Regions from separate parts of the Macaca mulatta genome. Here region 2 is linked to region 1. A link is a contact called in public Hi-C data. All regions are on one chromosome and are shown on one strand. The core of a region is the stretch at or near the end of the contact, and the rest is flanking DNA. Distances in the headings are between cores, read along the strand shown. Region 1 holds the start of LECT2 (leukocyte cell derived chemotaxin 2). Region 2 holds the start of TGFBI (transforming growth factor beta induced).

Region 1 (4,453 bases), core at 1,412-3,911:
CTGAAAATTCACGAGTGTGACCCTCATTGTCTGGAAGAGATAGTGGTGCTCTCTCGCCTGCTTAGAGTCAGCCTCTAATATTCAACCTCCAGAACCTGGGCCAGTAACAGCGTAGTTTGGTGGGAAGAGGAACCAAAAGCCTGAATTCAGGCCCAGCCTTCACCATCTCCAACTGTGCTTGGCAGGTCTGTTAACGCTTTGGCACCTCAGTTCAAGTTTCTCTTCTATAAAATGGGATAGTCGTGTTTGATACCCCTTTGGAAAAACCAAGTGAGGTAAGTCAATGTGTGAAGACATTCAGAAGGAAAACTGTGTTTGCTCCCTGCTCTTTTCCTTCTTCCACATTCTGATCCCAATTCACAGCTCATAATTGAAGCAGAGTTATTGGAAGCTGCTCCAAAGACAGTGATATAACTGGTTACATCTCTGGTTTTTCATGCTGTCAGAACTGTGAGCCCTTGAGGCAACCAACGTTGGGCAAGGACACTGAGAAAAGAGGTTAGGGACCAAAGGGTTGGATGGTTGTGTGTGCAACTTCCTACCTTTGAGCAGAGTACTGTCCACAGCCATGGCGGTCACACGTCCGGATCTCGTTGGAAGACTTGCCAGCACATATATTAGCCCATGGCCCTGCCAGTGCTAAAAAGGAGAAACATGAGAGCAGAGCTCCTGGCCTCAGACATTCCCTATCTCCATTTGCCTTATCAGTCACACAGTGGATCCTGACAATTCTGTTTTCACTGTAGTTTTCCCCAAACTTTATGTATTTGTGGGAAGGTCATCTTTCCAGAATTTTATATCCTGATTCAGATGTAAAATTGGTTTTTTCCCAGGCCACAGAATTCTGCCTTGTTATGTTAGAGCATTAGTGAATACAACTTTTTTTTTTGAATTGAAGTCTCACTCTGTTGCCAGGCTGGAGTGCAGTGGCATGGTCTCAGCTGACTTCAACCTCTGCCTCCTGGGTTCAAGTGATTCTCCTGCTCCAGCCTCCTGAGTAGCTGCGACTACAGGTGCACACCACCACACCCAGCTAATTTTTGTATTTTTAGTCAAGACGAAGTTTCACTATGTTGGCCAGGATAGTCTTGATCTCTTGACCTCGTGATCTGCCTGCCTCAGCCTCTCAAAGTGCTGGGATTACAGTCATGAGCCACCGCACCCGGCTGAATGTGTCTCTTTATAAGCATTGGCCTCCATCATTATACCTTGCTTCAGATCCATTAGTAAATGGTATAAGTTGTGCTTTTCTATTTTTCTTTGCTCATTATCTGCCATGGGGATCATTATTTTTAGATTAAGCAAAAATAATAAAACAGCATGGCTCAGAAAATAATTTTAGAAATTGTAATTTTGAAATGGTTCTACTAATCAAATCCAAGCAAATGTTTGAATTAAAGGAAAAACGAACTCTGAACTAGCCAAGTTTGTTTAACACTAGATATCTCATACTTGCAAACATGGAAGGGAAGAGGGAGATTGTTAGAAATAATCTGAAATGTTAAACCAATTTAGCCTAGACTGAGATTAGGAGAGAAGGTGGGAAAAGGAGTAGAACCAATTATATGAAAAATTATGAAACATGGAGGAAGGGCTGCTTTCTCAGCAGACTTGGTGCAAACTTTGTTTTAGGCACAATTCATCTCTTTAGTATAGTAAGCACTTGATAAATGTTCAATTGAATTAAACATCCTGGATTTCTGGTGTTAACATTCACAGAGAGATACAGTAAGCACACTCAACCTTGCACTTTGAAACAAGCAAAAGCAAGAGTCTGGTAATTTGACTATTGATTTTATTTAAAGACATTTTACTCTTCATTAATACCTATGCTGTGAAGAGAAGCTACAGAATATGGCCATTAAGCCTCTTCTTTAAAATACTTTTAAAAGATGGGTTTCAAAAGTTTTATGCCTTGGAGCCAAGCTCCAAATCAACACCTTGATCAAGATATAATCCCATCAGTTTGTCAACTAATCTTTATCCTTGGGAATTGAGGCAAATATCAGACAGTGTAGTAATTTATGCACCTTTTCTCCTTCTCTGAGTATTAAGGGAGCATTCCCTTTGTCTTAATCCACACCAGTCTCTGTATTAGTATCTGTATCAGAATTTGATTTTGATCAAAATCAGAATCAAATTCTTATATCAACTTTTTATTATCTAGTTTTGTTCTAGTTAAGTCCCAGACCAAAACTGAAAGGCTTTGTAATGTCTTCTCAACCCACTATTATGTTTCCCTCATTAAAGAACCGGAACATTCCATTTAAATTATTTAGAACATCATCAGGACCATGTATCATTCCTGTTTCATTTTTTAATAGCCAAATACACAAGTCTTTGTTGTGATCATGCTATTAATGACTTTTTAATCTTTTTAATCTTCCCCTGAAATCAGTTTTTAAAAATTAACATTCTAAAATTGCACTTTCGACTTACCAGTAGAAATCAGACCAGCCAAAAGGAGGACTTTGGTGGAAAACATCTGGGTTTACTTCCTTTATGTTTCTTCCTCCGATTAGAGTTGCCCCCACACTCTCTTTGAAGAATATTCAAGTTTGAATGAATACTTCCTAGCTATTTAGCCTTAGAATCATGCATCTTTCATTTCTTTAGTGTGAGACACAAAAAATATAAGAGAATGGAGCAAGTCAAGTTCTAATATTCCATGGATAGCTATTTGATTTGCAGGTAGGGCCTATGTAAAAGCCTTTGATCTGAAGAAGCAGCCAATTATATTGGAAACACTGACTAAATATTAACAGAAAATGATAAGGCAAGGTGCGTATCGACAGTCTTCTGGGCTGTGGCTTGTAGGAGAATGTTCGTGCGAATGATGGAATATTTAGTGCTGTCTGCTGGTAGATCTTTCTTTTATTTCCTTTAGAGCACGTATTTCAGAAGAAAATTGATCATTAATAATGTATAGCCCTTCATAACATATTCCTTAATATATCGTTTAAGTGTTTTTGAATTATCAGTTTAATTATATTTTATCTGTGTAATATTTGCAAATAACTTTAATATTTTAATAAAATTGCCTGCACTTACCTTAAATATGTGATTTTTAAATGTTTTCTTGTTTGTGATATGATAATACCATTAAAACATCCATTAATAAAGGAAAAAAGATTAAGTATAATATAGTCATTGATATGGTTTGGATCTGTGTCCCCACCCAAATCTGATGTTCGATTGTAATTCCCAGTGTTGGAGGTGGGGCCCGGAGAGAGGTGATTGAATTATGGGGCTAGAGTTCTCATGAATGGGTTAGCATCATCCCCTTGGTGCTGTTGTCATGATAGTGAGTGAGTGAGTTATGGTGAGATCTGGTTGTTTAAAAGTGTATAGCACCTCCCCTGTTCTCACTTCCTCCTGCTTTAGCCATGTAAGACGTGCCTGCTTCCCCTTTGCCTTCTGCCATGATTTTCAGTTTCCTGAGACCTCTCAAGAAGCTACCATGCTTTCTGTACAGCCTGCAGAACTGTGAACCAATTAAACCTCTTTTCTTTATATATCACCCAATCTCAGGTATTTCTTTATAGCAATGCAAGAACAGACAAATACAGTCATACAATGGAGTAAAATATAACAATTTAAATGAAAACAATCTATATATATTAACACAGCTAGATCTCTAGATATATGGTTGAATTAAAAAGCTATTTTTAGAATTATATATATAGAGTATACTATTTATGATATTTAAAATCTAAAAACAAAGAAGAATATTAATCTTAGTGAATGCTGTATATATAATAAAAATATGCACAGACTACCTTTAAGATAGTAATTACTTCTGGATAGTGAGAGAAATAAACCTGTGGAAGGATATACAGAGTACATAAACTCTAAAATATTTTATTTCTAAAAAAAAAATCAGAAGCAAATATGTAAAAATATTAATTTGTTAATTATTGGAGATAGACACATGGATGTTATATTACCCTGAACTTTTCTGGGGACTTAAATTTTCAGTGTGTTTCAAATACATGTTCATAACTCCTTTTTAGCTTACTATTAGATGAGCACCTGGAATTTTCTATGGAAGCTTCCCCATTTAAATTTAGTGTCAGTAGCTGTGGGAGATTGGGATTGTGGCCCCCGTTCTTCACCCTCTCTGCGTCCACACCTTTGCCATGTCTCATGGGGGTAAAGGGAACTTTCCTCATCCTTGATTTTGGGTTTAACTGTGTGGCTTTGACCACTAAGATGAGGCAGAAGTGGCAGTGGGTCAGGAAAGCCTGGGTCCTCTGGGGCCTTAGTCTTTGCAAACTCCTTCTGTGTTTTTGCATCGCCGTGAGGCAGATGATCCTGCTGCCCTGGGAAGGGAATGGACGCCACGCAGAGCATGGTTGCCCCCGCAAAACCCAGCCTAGTACACCCTATAAATGTGTGGGCTTAACTGGGTGTCATTGGAAGCCACTGAGTTTTGATGTGGTATGTTACACAA
Region 2 (4,453 bases), core at 929-3,428, 71 kb after region 1:
AACCTGAGCCTCGAGGTTAGCTCTACTCCCCTTCCCTAACCCTGCATGCCCAAGGGGTTTCCAAGTCTAATCAATGCTGCCACTGAAATATCCTATACACCTGTTCCCTCCTCTCCACTAGCTTGGTCACTCCCCATGCAGGCCCTCAGTTGCTTCATACTCTTAGTAGGCAATTCCTCATCCAGTGCCCACACCACTCTGCTTCCTGCTTCCCCTTGCTCCTGTCCCCTCACTCTCATTATCCCTCTCCTTCCCCCTTCCCACCTTCTTCTATTAGAGTTCTAACCTCTCCAAGCCCCTCTTGTCTTTCCCTGGCTTCCATCCTAAATCACCCCTTCCCTTCTCCGGCAAGCTTCTACATGCTACTCATCTCTCCATCAAGCCACCATATTGAAGCTTCGGATATCTGCTCTCCACAGCCAAGTCCCCAGTGATCTCTCTGCTTCTGACACAGTGGACGCCATTCAGATCTGTCTTGCTGGCAGCAATCCTCACTTTGAGCAGCGCTCTCCTACTAGGACACCCCTCCTTGACTACAACCCCACATTCCCCACTTCCTGGACTCTTCTGTCACTGGAGGATGACTCCCAGGTGTGAATCTTCATCCCACATCCCTTGCTCAAGCCCCCGATCCTCATATCCAGCTTTATCCTCACGGGATGCTTCACCAGGATGAATCGCAAGCACCTCAGACTCAGGGTGTCCCAAACCACTCACCTACCTGGCAAGCCTGCACCCTGCATGGGCCTCATCCTGAACGTGGCACCATCACCTGCCACAATATCCAGACCAAAAACACCCTTCAATATCCTTGACTCTCCTTTCTCCCCCTGCGTACAGTCTGTATACAGACTCCAAGTTCTACTGAGAATATTCCCTCCTACCCGCCTCACATTTGCCCAGCCTTCCCCATCTCTGCCTCTATCACCATAGTTCAAGCTCTCGCATGGTCTCTTCCTGCTTACCTGTTCTTCCTGCCTCCTTAAGCATGCTCATGACACTGGCCATGTCACTTGCCTCCACCCATCACCTGCTAGGCTCTTAGCTGGAGTCTGGGCCCTGCTACCTTCCTTCCCTTCTTCCCCACCCTTGACTCCACCTCCCTGTGCTTCAGTCAACCAGATAACTTGAGTTTCCTGAATGCATGCCTCAGTTTACCTGGTTAACTCCTTTTCAACTTTGAGGCCTCAGAGCCAGCATCACCCTGTCAGGGCCAGGTGCCTCTCTCAGCTCCCAAAGCCTCAGCTACTCTTCCTGGAACATCATTGGCTTGGGTTGTGGATTTCCCCAACTTGGAGCTTTTTCACAAAGGGCTTAGGTCTCACTCATTCTATTCATCCATCTGTGTCTCCCCAGGGCTAGCAGTGTCAAGTAATTGATGGGTCATTAACAGGTGCTTGGGTGAGTATTACCTCTTTACCATGTGACAATTTGTTTACCTGCCCTGAGCTCCTCCAGGGCAGGACTCTTGCCTTTGCAGCATGTATCTGGCAGGTACTGTTGCAGAGATGTTTACTGAAGGAGGGAATGAGTTAGTACCAAGGTGAGGACCCCACCCTTCCCCACGGGCTCCAAAAGCAGCTTAGAGCACAACAAAACCTGCCCCACATTTTTGGCGTTTCTGTGGATCACACGATTTACTCATCAGTCTTTCAATGAGCTTGACAGGTGGGGTGGGGGTGGAGGGATTAGAGATTGAGGAGCTGGGGAGGGGGGCCGGCTCCTGGGTTGCAGAAACGAGTCTGATGGGCCACAGTGTTTTGGGAATCAGCACTGCCTCCCCTCACCCCTCCCTGCAGTGTTCTGTAGCCTCAAGATCAGTGAGGGCCCCCACTATGCAGGACTCAAGCCCCAGAGACAGCTGTCCCTCAGTCCCAAGGTCCCCATTTGGAAGCAACCACAGGAGGCCTAAGGGGCCCATACCCTTGGTTCGAGGGAGCCTGTGGCGAGAGAGGGAGGGAGGGAGTGAGGGCTGGCAGTGTGGGCGAGGGCTGGGAAAACTGTGAGCACGGGCACAGTGCAGAACAGGGTGGGTGCCCAGCGCAGCCGGGGGCGCGCGGGTTGGGAGGCGCCAGGCGGCCCGCCCTTCATGCACGGGCCGGCCCAGCTTCCCCGCCCCTGGCGTCCGCTCCCTCTCGCTCGCCGCTTACTTAACCTGGCCCGGGCTGCGGAGGCGCTCTCACTTCCCTGGAGCTGCCTGCTCGCCCGTCTGTCGTTAGCTCGCTCGGTGCGCGTCGTCCTGCTCCATGGCGCTCTTCGTGCAGCTGCTGGCCCTCGCGCTGGCTCTGGCCCTGGACCCCGCCGCGACCCTGGCGGGTCCAGCCAAGTCGCCCTACCAGCTGGTGCTGCAGCACAGCCGGCTCCGGGGCCGCCAGCACGGGTAAGCCGAGCCGCCCGGCCAGGGGCCGCGGAGGGTCAGGTCGTCGGGGCTCGGAGCGCACGCCGCTGGGGGCATTGAAGTGGGCTGGGGGCGCAGGGAACAAAGCCCGAACTAAAAGCCGGCAGCGTGGAGCGCTTGGACACCAGCCCCGCACGCGGTGGAAGGAGAGAGGGAGGGAGGTGCGGGACCATGGAGGGAAAGCGGTCGGCCGCCGCTTTGTAGAGGAAGTGAGTAGGGAAGCGGACCAGAGATCCTCAACTCAGGCCAAGAGCCTGAGACGGATAGCGCTTTCAGCTTCTGCTCCCAGCCACTGGAGAATGGGGGAAATGGCAACTCTTTGGCCATAATCACCGTGGGAAGGTGCCGAGGGCAAAGCTCACCCAGCAGTGCACCTATTCCAACCCAGCCAGGCCCCCGGCCAGCGACTGCAGACAAGAACGTAGGCCACACACGGTGGCAGCATCCAAGGTGCTCCTGGCTCCTGTGCACCTGGCCAGGCCCTGCACTCAGATTCTGCTGGCACCTGACACTACTCTCTGGGCAGAGCAAGGGCAGTGTGGCACTTCTTGCCCTGCCTGATGAAGAGCAGGAGAATGCACTGGGCCCTCACACACACTGTTCAAATGGGGAAGCTGAGTCCCGAGTGGTTCCACTTTCCCACAGTCCTGAAGTGTGCGCTGGAACCAGGATTGGAGTCTGTCTTAAAGTATTAGCTGGGTTTGTAGATGTAGGACACTATCGTTGCAGGAATTCCTTTGAGACACTGAAGATGTGTTGACTTTAGGAGACAAACTCAAGCAGGTCTGATCTGATAGTGGCCCTAACACAGACCCAGGCAGAGGCAGGCAACATTTCTACATCAAAAACCAGGCCATACCTGCGTCGCACATACCCAGGTTTTGCTGCAGCTTGCAGCCTACCTGGTTGCACCAACTTCTTTTTCACAACTAGGTACAACTATATATGAGTAGAATCTCACAGTGACTCCTCAGAGGAGTCCCCAAATACCATCAGGGTCTGGCATTCACACCCACAAGCAATGCCCAGACCTCCAAGAGACTGGGCAGATCTGTACTCAAATCAAAATTTATTGGTGGGAGTGATAGAGTTGACTTCATAGGCCCTGACTGTCTTGGCTCCTTGCACTAGGAGTGCTCTTGGTACCGGTACAGGCTGCCCCTTGTAGGGCATAGTTGCCCTTGTTTCCTCTGCTTGTGGCTTTATAGTCTAGGCCTTTCAGGAGTTTGGGACTTTGGGGGAGAGGACCTGCTGGGAACACATCTGGCCACCCTGCAGAGTGAAATCAAACCAGGCCTGGCTGCAGCGTCAACACCCTCCTGGAAACAGGAGAACACTGGGGATATCCTGGGGTCTTTCTGGAAGTGGGAGAATCACCTTTGACTTGGGCAGTGTGCAGAATAGAGTGAGGGGGGATGTCAGAAAGATGAGAGGAATATGAGGCTCAACATCAAAATGCGAGCAACTGGCATTTTTATTGTCTCTGCCCACCTCTCCGTTGGTCTCTCTGCCTTTCCTGCCAATGAATTGTGTTATGTTAGGGTGCCTCAATCTGCTTTGGAGGTTTCTGTTTCTTCTGTATCTTCACCCTAAGTCAGGAGAAGATCCTTATAGCATGCCTTGCAACAATGTCACTTGTAAGGGCATCTCTCTGCACAGCCACAGTGAAGGATCCTCAAAGGTGTGGAGGGCTTTCCATCAAGAGCCATCTTTATAGCAAACATCTTTCCCTTCAGAGCCCAGAAGAGTGGTGACCAGCTGGAAAATAAAGTTTTTTTCTTAAATGCAGATGCTCCTGATTATGAGTTCCAGATATTAGATCAACTTCCCCACCATACCCCTGCAGGCAAATCCTCTTGATTAGCTTCCTGCAGCATAGCTGGAAAGGCCTATTGTAATCTGTGATGGGCAGAGTAATCTAAGAAGTCACAGGAGCACCTCTCTCCCAGTAGAATCTGGATGCGCATGCACATGAACCATAGCACAATGGTTGCAGGCACAGTTGTATTTACTATGATCTAACTGTCCCTGTTAATGCCACAGGGCTGCCTGGCC

Evidence for each region. A called contact is a pair of places that touch in the nucleus more often than the background predicts.
Region 2: a Hi-C map of liver shows a contact between it and region 1, with 2.5 times the contacts expected there. The contact joins the promoter of TGFBI here to the promoter of LECT2 in region 1. A contact is called at or near these places in 2 of 14 Hi-C or Micro-C datasets (fibroblasts and liver).

The regions. Positions count from the first base shown.
Region 1 is chr6:144,865,195-144,869,647 of T2T-MMU8v2.0, forward strand. It overlaps LECT2 (leukocyte cell derived chemotaxin 2), which reads right to left and starts at 2,662. Exons shown (of 4, transcript NM_001194884.2): 1 at 2,440-2,662; 2 at 543-639. The coding sequence starts at 2,485.
Region 2 is chr6:144,937,171-144,941,623 of T2T-MMU8v2.0, forward strand. TGFBI (transforming growth factor beta induced) reads left to right here and starts at 2,179. Exons shown (of 17, transcript XM_015140963.3): 1 at 2,179-2,380. The coding sequence starts at 2,247.